Regions from separate parts of the Mus musculus genome. Here regions 1 and 3 are each linked to region 2. A link is a contact called in public HiChIP or PLAC-seq and promoter capture Hi-C data. All regions are on one chromosome and are shown on one strand. The core of a region is the stretch at or near the end of the contact, and the rest is flanking DNA. Distances in the headings are between cores, read along the strand shown. Region 1 holds the start of Akr1b8 (aldo-keto reductase family 1, member B8). Region 2 holds the start of Exoc4 (exocyst complex component 4). Region 3 holds the start of Akr1b3 (aldo-keto reductase family 1, member B3 (aldose reductase)).

Region 1 (4,970 bases), core at 1,071-3,570, 1.1 Mb after region 2:
GGGGTCTTACAACACTATCAGTTATCCTCGGAGAAGCACCAGGCATGTGGGACACAGCACCTCACAGGCTCCTTCTGGGGGAGTCAGATGCTGCTCTGTCCATTCTGAGGCCGACCTTTGCTTGCTAGAAGTGAATCAAGCTACCCAGAGTTTTATCTAGAAGTCTGGATACTAGGTCAGATAAACAAGTAGACTGTAAAGAGAGTTATAGATAGCCCAAGGAACTCTGGCTTTTGACTTACAACATTCCCTCAAACATGAGAGCCGATATGAGAGAGCTTGCTGCATTTTTAGAATAAATAAACGTAGCTTCTTCAACCCAGTTTGGTGTTGACGCTTGTGCTTCCGTTTTACTTCCCTTTATGGACTAAAATCTCCTATATTTAGCGTCTTCTCTTTCCAAGTGTCAATGGGATTTCAATGGGGTAGGAGGGCATGAAAAATGTCATGGTATGAGTTCTGCTTGGTTGTGACATCTCCCTGAAGTTTGTCACCCCCCGAACTAATTTATTGGGTCCTCAGTTACAGTCAGCATTCCTAAACTGCCCGTATTACCAATGTCCTTAGCTGTAGAGCCTACATCGTGGCTCAGTCTCTCCTGAGAACATTAAGTTGTACGCACACTGCAACTTTAACAGTGCTGACTGTAAATATTTCTAATCAGCCTGTGAACCCCTTCAGTCAGTTTCCCCAGACATTTCAGTTCCTCTCTCTGTGCTGTTCTGGAGACACACTGAAGGTGGCTTAGGCATACACCTGGCTACCTGCCACTGTCCCTGGGCATCTGTGGGTCAGGGCTTCCATCCTGAGCTTGCTATTTCTGCCCTAGGCTCACCTTGGAGACCAGAGCTCCTATGATCTGGGACTTCTTGAATCAGTGAGGTATTCCAGTTACACCCCAAGGTTATTGCTGATAAGTATTTCAATATTGGAAAATGATAATTTTTATTCTCTTATAACTCCCGTAAAATCTTTTGTTTACTCTGATTTTTCTGGTTTTTCTTTCTAGAGGACATGCATTAGTTTTATAATATCAATAAAGTAAAAGTCAAGAACATTTACATATGATTCTTGAAAAACTATAAACATGGAGGTGAGAATGTATTATTCTATAAATGACTGAAAATTGCCATTTTGAAAAAAAATCAATTTTGACCTATACCTTGTGTGATAAACTGAAATAAACTTCATTTGAGTCTATATTCCTACTTCTAAAGATCTATCCCCAGGGAATGAGGCCCAATGCTTCACTGCAATGATATTTCTTGAAATATTATTTATACACAATAGAAACCAGCTGGAAATCAGCAAGAGACCTAAGAATAGTGGAAATGGTAGAATAAATTACCATAAAATAGAATGCAACGTTAAAATGTTTAACATAAAGGCAATTTTGAAATGACTCACTATAAACGTGTAGAAAAGCTAGCCTTGTGGTGTCAGCTTTGGAAAATGTGGTGCGGTGCATAGAAGCTGACACAGGCTGAGAAGAGCCCAGGAAACTGCACCGGGCAATGGCATCCGAGTGACAGAAAAGGATGTTTATGCTCGCATCTTTCTTTTTCATGCTGTCCTTAGTGAAACAGAATATAATCACAAAAGTCTGGTTTTTAAATGTAAGCAAAAAAAATGTAAAAGCTCACTATAATTATACAGTTAGACAACTTGTCAAATTTCAAATTCAGAGAGAGGGGGGATAGAGAGAGAGAGAGGGAGAGGGAGAGAGAAAGAATATTATCAAAGAAAGGTCTTAGTGGTTAACAGGGGAAATTTGCTTTTCACAATCTTCCATCAATTAGATGAGTAAAACTTAAACAAACAAACAAACAAAAAGAGGGTCAGAAAACACTCTCTCCTCTCCCGTTCCCTCCCCTCTCTCCCCTCCCCCCTCCTCTGCAAGCGCCCCTGTCATTGATCTTTTGTGATCAGCAACAGTTAGCTCAAAATAATTTATGCAGCCTCCCATTTTGCCTCTGAAAACTTTTACTTGCCTCAACCTCATGGAATACCTACAGGCTCCACCGTTCTCCACACACTGTGGAAACCCATACATATTCTCCACACACTGTGGAAACCCAAACATAGCTAGCAATATAGCTCGAAGGATCTTTCACCCCATGCGCCTAAGGCTCATACACCTCTAAGTAGCTCTACAAAGTAATTTATATTCTGCATCAGGGAGATTTCCCTCTGGTTTATGACTAATCTTTACTCACACTCTTAAAAGCTTACAAAAGACTGGGATGAACTTCCGGTTCATTGCGGGAGGGGGGGCGGGGGCGGGAGGGGTCTGGGCGTGGCGCTTGCAGTAAGAGCCGGCCTCTTCATCCAGGACGTTAAAGCCTCCATCTGTCTCATTAACAAGGACACAGACATCTGCTCTCAGCAAGATTTTGGCAGCAACCATGGCCACGTTCGTGGAACTCAGTACCAAAGCCAAGATGCCCATTGTGGGCCTGGGCACCTGGAAGGTGAGTGCGCAGTCTTGGGCACCTGGTCTTGGCATTTCCTCTTCTTTTTATGACATCTACTGGGAGTTTGGAACCCTAGAGACAGAACACAAGTTGGTTTTGCCTTTTGTGCTGTTTCAGACCTCAAAGCTCTGACAGACTTTTTCCAGCAGAGATATCCCTGTGAAGTGTCAGGTTTCAAGTTTTCCCGAACTTGCCAGTTACCCTCTTAACAAGCTTTCTTCTGAACTCATGAGACACTTAAAGTTTTATAAGTTTTGGCTGGTTTGAAGCAGGGCAGTGGTGGTGCATGCCTTTAATCCCAGAAGTTGGGAGGTAGAGGCTGGCGAATTTCTGAATTTGAGGCCAGAGGCCAGCCTGGTCTACAGAGTGAGTTCCAGGACAGCCAGGGCTGAGTTATTCAGTGGCAGGACACCAAAAGCTCCAAATGACCTAGCTCTGTTTGGTGGGGGAAAGACTCTGCAGCTTGTGGCCTGGAAGCCTGGGGGAAAGGTGGAGTCTCAGACCCTAGCACAGGCTACTGGCACCTGCACCTTACCAAGACACTACACCATTTTCTGAGCACATCAAACTAAGCAGGAAGATGACAGAGCCTGAGCTCAGATCCTGCCTGGCAGTGTGCTCTCCTGGAAGAATGCTCCAAGGCCCTTCCCACTTCTGTTGAGACAAGTCTGACATTGTTCCATCTCCTAACTTTGTCCTTGGGTTTATTTCCTTTCGTGATAACAGGACAGTGGTCAGCTAGTTTCCAGGAGCTGTCTCTATTTGATTTCTGGCGACTGGGAGTTACACTTCAGTTTAGGCTGCCCTAGAACTTATTCTATAGCTTGGGTTGGCCTTGAACTTGCAATCCTCCGGCCTCAGCTTCTAGAGGTTATCACAGGTGTGAGCCACCTCCAGGAGGAGTTGTTTTTGGAGTCCGAGTCTCTTGTCCTGGTGGCTTAGCCTCTGTCTCTCGCTTAGCCTCTGTCTCTCGATCTTTGCACTGTCTTTTTCTTCTGATCATGGGACAGAGGTGGGGCCTCTCTTTGATTCAGCACTGGGTTTAAAACCTCGAATTTGCTCCAAATTAGACATTTCACTTTCTACCAAGCTGTCAAGCACTCTGACCAGAAGTAACCCACAGAAATCCAAAGATTAGACCGAGCGCTTGACAAGGGAGTTGTTGTCAAGATAAGGAGGTGGTATCATAGAGGGAGAGTCTGCTCTTATCTGAAGGAATGCTGGCAGGCAAGATTCTATTGGAAGGCCCAGGTACTTCTGAACCGCTAGGGGTCACTTCTGATCCCAGGGAAGCAGGCTATCTCTCTGGAGCTTTTCTGTGTTTGATGCTTAACCAAGATATTTCTAGATTTGGTGAAAGAAGAGTAGTTTTTTGTTCGGCTGGTTGTTTTGGTGATGAAAGGCTTTTTCGTATTTATGTTTTATTTTGGGGACAGCTATGTGCCCCAAGCTAGCCTCAAACTCAAAATCCTCCTGTTTCTCAAATACTGGGACTACATACACGGGCCACCATACCCAGTAGTTTGGCTTTCTGCTTTAAAAAAAAAAGTCGATTGTACTTCATTCCTGAGCACAGCTGCTGTGTGGTCAAGTCTGGATTTACCATAAGACAACCATTCTTCACATTCTTATCACGGTCTGGGGCTGAAGTCCTCTGGGTCACTGCAGAGTTAAGTCTGGCTTTCAGCAACTTGCAGTGGCAGGCATCTGTCACCCCAGAAACAAGAGCTCCTTTAAGACCGGGTACATTAGATGGAAACTGACTTTTATCTCCGATAGAACACGGGACGGGGGAACATTACGGTTTTCTTCTTGTTTTGAAAAGTTTGTTTTCTTCCCCAGTCCCTCACCCGCCAGCATTGCAGGGATTTGGCGAAATTGGGCTGTGTGGAGCCTGTTGAGGAAGGTTTTGGTATAAGAGTGTCCTTTGCAATGGCCTTTTCTATTGCCTTTCAGTCTCCCCCAAACCAAGTCAAAGAAGCTGTGAAGGCGGCCATTGACGCTGGGTATCGCCATATCGACTGCGCGTATGCCTATTGCAACGAGAATGAGGTGGGAGAAGCCATCCAAGAGAAGATCAAAGAGAAGGCTGTGCAGCGGGAGGACCTCTTCATTGTCAGCAAGGTACAATGGTCCACTTGGTGGATGAAACTTCAAAGCAGGTAGACTCTGGTCCATACCAAGAGCCCTCTCCAGCTTCTCCTAACCTTCCTTGTTCTCACTCTATCTTTGGGTGTAAATATCCATGCTCCAAGCCAGAACTGATGCCTCTGGCCAATCCTCCTACGTTAGTTTTCCCATAACAAGGATGGCTCCTTTGAGATTTGAATACTCTTGTTTTCATGCTTTCTGTCAGTGAGATCTTTTTGCCACTCAGATGCTAGGGTTGCCCTTAAGGGTGGGTCTTGGGGCAGGAGACATGGCTCAGAGGTTAAGAGTACTTACTGCTCTTGCAGCAGACCATAATTTGGTTCCTAGCACCAACATCGGGTATCT
Region 2 (4,513 bases), core at 1,784-4,283:
TCTCTCTCTCTCTCTCTCCCTCTCTCTCTCTCTCTCTCTCTCTCTTCTTGCTCTGGCTATGATTCTCAGAGATTTATTGAGTAGATACAGTGAAAATGGACAACCTTGTCTTGTTCCTAATCTTAATGGGAAACTTATTTTTCATTATTATATATACTGTTAATTTGTTTTTAAAATTCCATTATATTTGTGCACTTTCCTTCTTTTTGGACTTTTTCTTTTAAAATACAAGTAACAAGATTTATTCCAGACAAGAGTACATTCACATATGACCAAGGAACCCACTCTCACCTCCCTCCCCAATGACAGTGGGGCAGGTACTTAACACTCCTGTGTTAGCATCTGTGCTTCTTCTCCGTCATCCCTGGTACAGCCACTGGAAAGTCTAATCTGCACAACCTCAAGTGATGCCTGGTGTAATAGAGTCAAGCTCAGTCTTTCATCCCCACCCCTCGCCCAGGACTGCAGAAACACATCGGGGAGAGGGGAAGTATGTTGAGACACCAAAGTCCCAGGACTGAACTCTTAGCTTCTTCAAACCAGTCTTTACTCTCAGCAGGGCTTCAGGGGTTTCCTCTTGGCCCACCTGAGAAATTAGCCCCACCTGTGTGGACTCAGCAACCCACCGAGGGAAGCCAGCAATGAGGGAAGCCAGCAACGTGTCTTGGCTCTCTGGCCTATGTTAAGTGTGGGTGGGCTAAAAGAGCCCCATAACCTATTCCCTCCTGGAGGGCAGGCTGAGTTCCCAAGTTAGGAACAACTTCTACAACTCTTGAAATTTATAAAACAAGTTTTGAGCCATATTTAAAAACAAACAAACAAACAAACAAAAAAAACAAGAATCTAACTCCAAAAGGGGGTCTTTAGAACAAGCTAAACGGTTCATTTAAATTATTTATACTAGTTATTAACAAGGAAGCTACAAATGGAAGAGAAATTGAGGGTAATAACTTCCTGGAACTTACCACATACCTCTATGGCCCCATACAACTGTGGGAAGACATGTGAAATGCTAGAGTGGGCCCTGGAACTGGCCACTAGTCCCTGTGGTGTGACAATGCACCAGAAAAGAGAAAACCAGAGACCTGCAGGGGCTAACAAAACAACAGACCCAGCAACAAGGCCAAGATAGCAAAGGCTGGGGCCACAGGTCCCTCTCTCCTGCGCCTCAGATTAGCCTCTGTGCTCAGCCAAGGAGGACAAAGCAGGAGCAATTCTCCTCCGGAGGGCAAGTGGGCCTGATTCCAAGAGGGCAAAATCTCCTGGACTATTCCAGAACACAGCCTGCTCCGCGCCAAAGAAAGCCTGCTGTTCAGTTGCACTGGAAAACGTGCTGGGAAGACCTGCAGGGCCCTCCTGCTTGTACAGCATCTTCTGTTTAACCATGGCCCCATCTGCCAAGTGGGTACCTTCTTCCACTGAGTCACCCACCATCTCTGCACCCAACTCCACTTCTTCCTCTGGCTGGCCAAGAACCTTCAGAGAGACCAGCGTCTCATAGCTGCTTTCCATAACATTTCTGTAGAGCTCCTTCTGCCAGTCCTCCAGGTTCTCACACTCTCGTTCTGAGAAACAGACCCCATCATTCTCAAGGGACCCGGACACCTTTGGGGTTTCCCCTTACTGCCGGGAGGCAACCAAAGGACCCAGAAGTTATTGTGGCGAAGCAGGTTCTCTACATTCTCCAGTCGTGGCGGTAGCAGCCTGTACTCCTGCAGCAGGGTCCCCAGCACGGCCCACTTGCCCTCCGGCTGGTTGCTGAACTCTCTGGCTCGAAGTCAGCCAGCTTCTTCTCTGCTGACCCTGCACGTCCCTCCAGGTTCTGCACTCAGGCAGCCCGGGATTCCATCTTCTTCTCCACAGCTTGAATAGCAGCCACCACTGTCCAAAGTGAGATTTCTGTGGTCTGGAAGTATGGGCTTTTCTCTGTTGTTTGTGAAGGTGGTGTGGCTGGAGCTAAAGGTGTGGAGCGCCGTTTCCTTCTGTGCAGAGCAGGTGTCGACTCCTCCGACTCCTCCATGGTCTCAGTCGCCCCACAACACCGACTGGAGGGAAAGTGCTTGGACTTTGTGCCTCTCCACCAGACGCCCAGACCCTTCTGGAAGCCGCCACCGCTGCTGTGCTGATACAAGGTGTGCTATGAGAGTAACCCCCCCCCCCCCCCGCCCGAAGAACTGCAGTGGTTCCTCCTTTTTGGGACTTTTTTTTGAGTGCTTTTATTTTAAAAGTATGGTTGAATTTCTACAAAAGATTTTCCTGTATCCATTGAAATTGGTCTGTGGTTCTCAACCTGTGGGGTTGACTCCTTTGGGGTTGCATATCAGATATCCTGCATATCAAATATTTACATTACAAGTCACAACAATAGCAAAGGTACAGTTATGAAGTAGCTATGAAATAATTTTATAGTTGGGAGTCACCACAACATGAGAAACTATATATATATATGTGACAGCCCCTAGGACAGGTACTTTTCCCCCTCACAGCCTGCAGCCTGCGACTTGGCATAACCGCAACAGTGAACTTGTACATAAGACGAATATAGAAACATTCAGTCTCAGAAAAATACCAAAGAAAAATCTCTGTGCGTGTACATTTTTGCATTTGGTTGATTTAAAGATGGTATTTGAAGTTAATATTTTTGCACACACAAGCATTCTTTTGGGACCTTTGTTTAAATAGAAGAATCTGCAATTTATCATCAGATACATTAAGTTAAAGCGTGTAAAATTATAAAATGGAGTAAACTGAAAAACAACTTAAGGTCTGTCTGAAGAGATCTAAAGAGACAGTAAGGAGGCTTGATGAAGTTGCCCTTGGTTTATTGTCCAGGCATGCCCGGGACCGGCAGAAGAACTACATTTCCCAGAATGCTTAGAGAGGACAGGAGCCTCAGCCTCCAGCTGAGTCTCAGTCCCGCCTCCTAACTCCAGGGATTGGGTTTTTCACTTCCGCGCCTAAGCGCTTCTCTTCTGCCATTGGTGGATGTTCCGGGTCAGCCGCGGAGTTTACACTTTCCCGGTCCTGTCAAGCACCTGGCTCTCGCTCCCGTACCAAGATGGCGGCAGAAGCAGCTGGTGGGAAATACAGGAGCACAGTCAGCAAAAGCAAAGACCCCTCGGGGCTGCTCATCTCGGTGATCAGGTGAGGGAGGCAGGAGGCAGGCAGGGTGAGGTCAGGGCAGCGGCTGGACTTCCGCGGTGGAAGGGAGAGGCATCGGCTGGGCCCCATCCGCCGGCCCTTCTCTCCCTTTTGGCCTCCCCCGCCCCTCCCCAGGGCCTATTGCCCGCCCCCGCCGGGCAGTGTTCTAAGACTCTCTGGGGCCGGGGTTAAGGGGAGGACACCCCACCTCCCCAGTCTTCTCCTCGGGGCATGGCCTTTACTTCTGTCCCCGGTCCTAAAAGCTGGCCCGCTTGGGTTCGGGAAGAAACCCAGCGCAGGTGTACTCATTCATTCCTACAACAGGTTCTGGTTGACCCTGGTGCTGTGCACACTCCTGAAGGCCGGGAGGTGTCCTGGGCTCGTGGGGATCAGGCCCAAGTTTCCTGTTAGGAGTTGCAGAGTGTCCAACTTTGGGCACTTTCCACTACCTGTGAATAGCCACAGCTTCAGATCCTAGGTTTTGCGTGAGCTGTTAGCATTGAATATTAAAGTGATCCATCCATCCTTCCTTCTTGTTTTGCTTTTTTCTTTCCTTTTCCTTCCTTTCTTCTTTCTTTCTTTCTTTCTTTCTTTCTTATTGCTTTCTTATTCCAGTTTCTTACTCAAAACCATACAAAAATAGAATTTCAAACTGCCCTCCTCATTACTTTTTCCCTAAACTATTAGGGTGAGAGTGGGGGTGGTTGACTATTTACTAGTCTTCTTCTTCTTATTTTTAAATGTTTAAAATGTTAAACAGACTTAGATCAGCCTGAATAAAATGCATTATGACACACTTATCCATTGTTGTCATTTGCATTTCATCCCATATATTTTCCTAAAACAAATACCCCTTGCTTCCCACTTTCCTCGACTTATCCTTCACTTTGATTTGAGTTAAGAGAGCTCCTGTAATGATCCTGATTATCTTTTTAAAACCTAGGATCCACCAGAATCTGGTAGGTTAAGCCCTTGAGAGAATGGGTAAATCAAGCTTTGAAAGGCTTTAAAAGTTTACCATTTAATCGACTGAAAAGGACCCGTGTATTGGTTTATGGCAGAGTTTAAGAGAATGGCCTGTTTTTATCAATTTTATTTTAAAACGAGAGGATAGAACTGTCTGTGAAAGTGATACACTTTGTAGGCCCTGAAGAGAAAACACTGCAGGCACACATTCTTAGTTTAACAATGTACAGTTCAGATTTATCCCATGATATTAAAACCTCAGCCGGAGCCTTTGTAGTAGTGCGCCTTAATTTTCTCTGGAATTCTAATATGAGTGTTTGGAATCCTTTTCTGATCTTGTTTTTTTTTTTTTTTTTCCTGCCAGATAGTCAACACTCTCTTATACAGTAGATAAGTATGTAGTATG
Region 3 (4,349 bases), core at 71-2,570, 1.1 Mb after region 2:
CTTGGTTTTTGGAGAAATGGGACAGAATTAAAGTATCATCATCCTACCCATAATTTGGGTCATGTATTATAAAACTACTGTAGTTACATGTGCCTGTGTGTGCTGTGTCCAGTAGCTGTGTTTGCTATGGCAGGGAAACCGTCTTTCTTATCATTCCACCACACCGAATTCAACCTGGTATCACGGTTGTAATTCAATCATACCTTTGCAGTCACCAAGGACCCTCTGTAAGGAAACAAAAGCCGCACTTGCTAATCTACTGGCTTAGATACACGTTCTGAGAAAGACAAGTCTATGACCTGTTTCTTATTCTCCATTTGCATTACCCGTTGTTTTAACTGTAGTTTGGGTAGAAACAGACTCTGTCTGGTTTCAAACCATTTAAATTCAACCCTACCTGATTTTCTCTTACCTTCACTGTGTCTAAGTGCCCAGGTCCACCATACTCAAGGTTCTTAAAGATCGAGGTCACAGCATCGGTCTATAATATATAATACAACTACCCTGCAAGTAGCTTAAGAGCTAGGTTTTTCTGCTTCAGCAATAACACCAAAAATTGGTTCCTTAGTTGCCAAATAATCAAATCAGTTATAATTTTTGGTTTTTAAATATCGGTTCTTTCTTTTTGTATTTCACTATGATGTATCTGGCCCTCTTCTCAACTCTGCTGTGTTGTGTTGAGGTTTTGGGGATATCTCGCCTGAAGTCTTCTTATTAGTGGGTGGCACCCAGCAACGCGGAAGTCAGATTAATTCTCCAGGAGTTCCGCACCCATTAAGAACTGCACTCAGAGACTTAGAGGACAGAGAAACAAGCTGGTTCCTGGCAAGCTCTCGCCTGCTAATTTAATTATCTCAGGCCCATTGGCCCAAGTGGCTCATTCCCGAGAGGGCAACATCTGCGCCAAGTGAGGTCAATTCACTCGTGAGGCTGGGGCGCCACAGGTGCCAGATGACAAATCTAGGGCTCTGCTTCAATCCCTCTCACCCGGGTCACCGTGGGTGTGTCTCCACCTGGGGCGCCCACGCGGACTCGAGCGCTGCTCGCCCGAAGCCCCACACGCCGGGCCGCAGCCAGATACGCTCACAGGCCCCGCCACGCGAGCCCCGCTCCGCGCAGGCCGCTCAGGGTCACCCAGCGGGCGGCGGGTCGCACCCTGATGCATGCCTACCTTCCAGGTGCCCAGGCCCAGGGTGGGCATCTTGGTGCCGTTGTTGAGTTCCAGATGGCTGGCCATGATCGCTGCACGTTACAAACCCGGACCGGCAAATGTGCAGCGCTGGCTCGGGCGCGCACCTTTAAATAGCCCCAACGGCCTGTAGAAAGAACGCCTGCCATTGGTTGCACGGCTGAGAGACGGATCCTTCTGATTGGTCGATGCCGCGGTTCTGAAGGGGTCGGCGAGGATGCTTCTTTCCCTAGGTCCTAGCGGCACGGAATTCTCCAGCTGCTCTGCTTGCGCCCCACGTGGCAGTGTTTGCCCGCTGTTGTAGCACCAGACGGAAAGCTCTGAAAATAACCAGCAGACTAGAGATAAGGAGACTGGGGAGAAGTTTTGGTTTCGTTTTCGAGCCCAGAAGAAGACGTCTGTGTCTTTTCTAATCTCAGAATGACACTCTTCTGGAATCTTACACATCTTGCTTTGAATCTGATGGAGCAGATAGGCGTCAGGTGTATTTAAGAGCGTTCCCCCCCCCCCTTAGATTAAAAGTTAAATTTCAGGTGTACTTAAGCACTCCCATCCCCGCTATTAAAATGATTGCAACCGGTTTTGCAGAGAACTACGAAATACCCGTTTGTAGTACCTTTCTACCACTACCGGTGTCTGAACATGTTTAGTCTGGTTCAACAAGACTTGATGCAAAAATCCATAACCGTTAAGCTATGATCTCCCATAAGTTTCATCTCTGGATCACACATAAGTGATTTTGGAAAGTAAGACTCTTAAGCGGAAGGTTCCAGTATAATAAGTTGGCTAAACTCTGGAGGAAAAGTGAAAAGTCAGAGAACAAAAAAGTGAACAATCCCATAGTAGGAAAAGTCCATTCTCATACAGCAATGATTCCATGTTAGGGGGTACGAAATAAATCAGTTGTATTAGGTAGAAAAACAAAAGACTTTTCCTAAAATAATCTGAGTTGCCCCAAGAACTATGACGGCAATTTTGGCACTCGTCCAACACCCCTCTGAGTGATGGTCTGTTTCATTCCAGTCTCCTTCTGCTGGGTCATGCTCCAGTTGCCCCCTGATTACGCAACAGGGACAACTGCATCTGCAAGGTAATGAGTCAGGAACCCCACCTCTCTAAATCCCATTCTGGTGATTTTCCAGTCGGTGCCCTCTTAAAAAGTGGCACTTCTCCACTCCCACCCCAGGGAAAATTTATAAAGAACAGATATTTTCCACTTGAGTTTTATTAACAAAACCAATCCCCACAACTGGTGGCATGTGGAAATTCTGGTGTACTTTTTCTCTAATTAATAGTATTTGAATTTGAGTCTAGTTCTGGGGATTTGGTTTGTGTAAGATAACAGGTGACCTGACGCCCACCACTTGTCCTCTGTGAAATCCCTCTTGGCATAGAGACTTCTCTGCCTTTTGAACCTCCTGGGTCCAAACACAAAGAGCTGATTGATGTCTTGTGAAGTGATGCTCTTGCTCTGTGTGGCAGCTCACATCTCTTTACTTGACATTAAGAAAATAAAGGGGAAAGGACCGAGATGTTGTAGTCAACCTGGTTGCTAAACGAGATCCTTTCTCAAAAGATAAAAGAGGCCTTACCACCACCACCGAAGTGTGCGTCTTTACTGACAGGTGGCATCACAGAGGAGTCATCACCAGCTAGGGAAATGCACTACGTAGCAAAAGCTTTGTTATTGCAAAATAAACTAAGTATGTTTGACCCTCTAAAACACAGTATTTTGCCTGGGCCAGTCAAATGTAGAAAGGCACACCTGTGGAATTCTCCTATCAATCATGGCACTAAAGATGAGACACTGTTACAATAGTCTCCTGGTAACTCCTGTTGTTGCCTCCATAATCTTTATAAAATTTATTGGGCATGTATCATATCCTTCTTTAAAGAAGAATAAAGTAGGCTGGAGAGATAGCTCAGCGGTTAAGAGCACTGCCTGCTCTTCCAAAGGTCCTGAGTTCAAAATCCCAGCAACCACGTGGTGGCTTACAATTGTCCGTAATGAGATCTGATACCCTCTTCTGAGATGTCTAAAGACAGCTACAGTGTACTTACATATAAATAAATCTAAAAAGAAGAAGAAGAAGAAGAGGAAGAAGAAGAAGAAGAAGAAGAAGAAGAAGAAGAAGAAGAAGAAGAAGAAGATGATCCTAGCACTCAGGAGTCAGAGGTAGGCAGATCTCTGTGAGTTTGAGACCAGCCTGAGAGAGAGAGAGAGAGAGAGAGAGAGAGAGAGAGAGAGAGAGAGAGAGTTATTTCCAGGACACCCAGGGCTATTATACAGAGAAACCCTGTTTTAAAAATAAATAAATAAATAAAGAGTGTATTTGAAATGATGCTAAAACAAAAATAGACACAAAGTGTGTAAACAGCAGTTTACATACAATGTAAATGTTTGATGACAAGTTTAATAAGGAGTAAGAGGAGAAGACATACTACTTTTGAGAAAGGAAGAAAGCATAGCAAAAGAGGATACCGTTGGTCAGACTATTTCCTTTATAAACACATTTCTTTTTTTTTAATATTTATTTATTTATTTATTTATTTATTTATTTATTTATTTATTTATTATATGACGAGTACCCTGTAGCTGTCTTCAGACACCAGAAGAAGGCATCAGATCCCATTACAGATGGTTGTGAGCCACCATGTGGTTGCTGGGAATTGAACTCAGGACCTCTGGAAGAGCAGTCAGTGCTCTTAACCACTGAGCTATCTCTCCAGCCCATAAACACATTTCTTTTTGCAATTAAAAGACAACCATCAGGGCTGGTTAAGATCACTGGCTGCTCCTCCAGAGGAACCGGGTTCAATGTCTAGGACCCACACAGAGACTCACAACTGTCTGCAACTCCAGTTCCACGCGATTTCCTGGCCTCTGAAGGCACCAGGTACACATGTGCTGCATAGACACACATGCAGGCAAAACACCCATATGCATAAAACAACAGAACCCAACCCAACACACACACACACACAAAAAAACAAAACAAAACCAGGGCTGGAGAGATCATTAAGCACTTAAGAGCACTGGCTGCTCTTCCCAGGACCAACATGAAGATCACAATTGCCCGTAACTTGCAGCTCCAGAGAACCTTGATTCTTCTGGATTCTGCAGGCACCTATACACATGTGATGTATATGGTGTATATTC

Evidence for each region. Promoter capture Hi-C pulls out the DNA fragments that hold promoters and counts their contacts. HiChIP or PLAC-seq counts read pairs in DNA pulled down with a chosen protein or histone mark.
Region 1: a contact with region 2 is called in an HNF4G HiChIP or PLAC-seq map of pancreatic cancer cells. The contact joins the promoter of Akr1b8 here to the promoter of Exoc4 in region 2. A contact is called at or near these places in 5 of 39 promoter capture datasets (the 3T3-L1 cell line, hippocampal neurons, liver and 1 more) and 2 of 115 datasets of contacts at active chromatin or transcription factors (extraembryonic endoderm stem cells and pancreatic cancer cells).
Region 3: a contact with region 2 is called in a promoter capture Hi-C map of neural stem cells. The contact joins the promoter of Akr1b3 here to the promoter of Exoc4 in region 2. A contact is called at or near these places in 6 of 39 promoter capture datasets (embryonic stem cells, hematopoietic stem and progenitor cells, hippocampal neurons and 3 more), 1 of 484 Hi-C or Micro-C datasets (CD4 T cells), 4 of 115 datasets of contacts at active chromatin or transcription factors (extraembryonic endoderm stem cells, pro-B cells, regulatory T cell precursor and 1 more) and 1 of 9 other capture datasets (adipose tissue).

Annotation. Positions count from the first base shown.
Region 1 is chr6:34,351,826-34,356,795 of GRCm38.p6, forward strand. Akr1b8 (aldo-keto reductase family 1, member B8) reads left to right here and starts at 2,321. Exons shown (of 10, transcript NM_008012.2): 1 at 2,321-2,471; 2 at 4,431-4,598. The coding sequence starts at 2,406.
Region 2 is chr6:33,246,095-33,250,607 of GRCm38.p6, forward strand. It overlaps Exoc4 (exocyst complex component 4), which reads left to right and starts at 3,034. Exons shown (of 18, transcript NM_009148.4): 1 at 3,034-3,144. The coding sequence starts at 3,059. It also overlaps the pseudogene Gm1401.
Region 3 is chr6:34,316,169-34,320,517 of GRCm38.p6, forward strand. Akr1b3 (aldo-keto reductase family 1, member B3 (aldose reductase)) reads right to left here and starts at 1,321. Exons shown (of 10, transcript NM_009658.3): 1 at 1,172-1,321. The coding sequence starts at 1,237.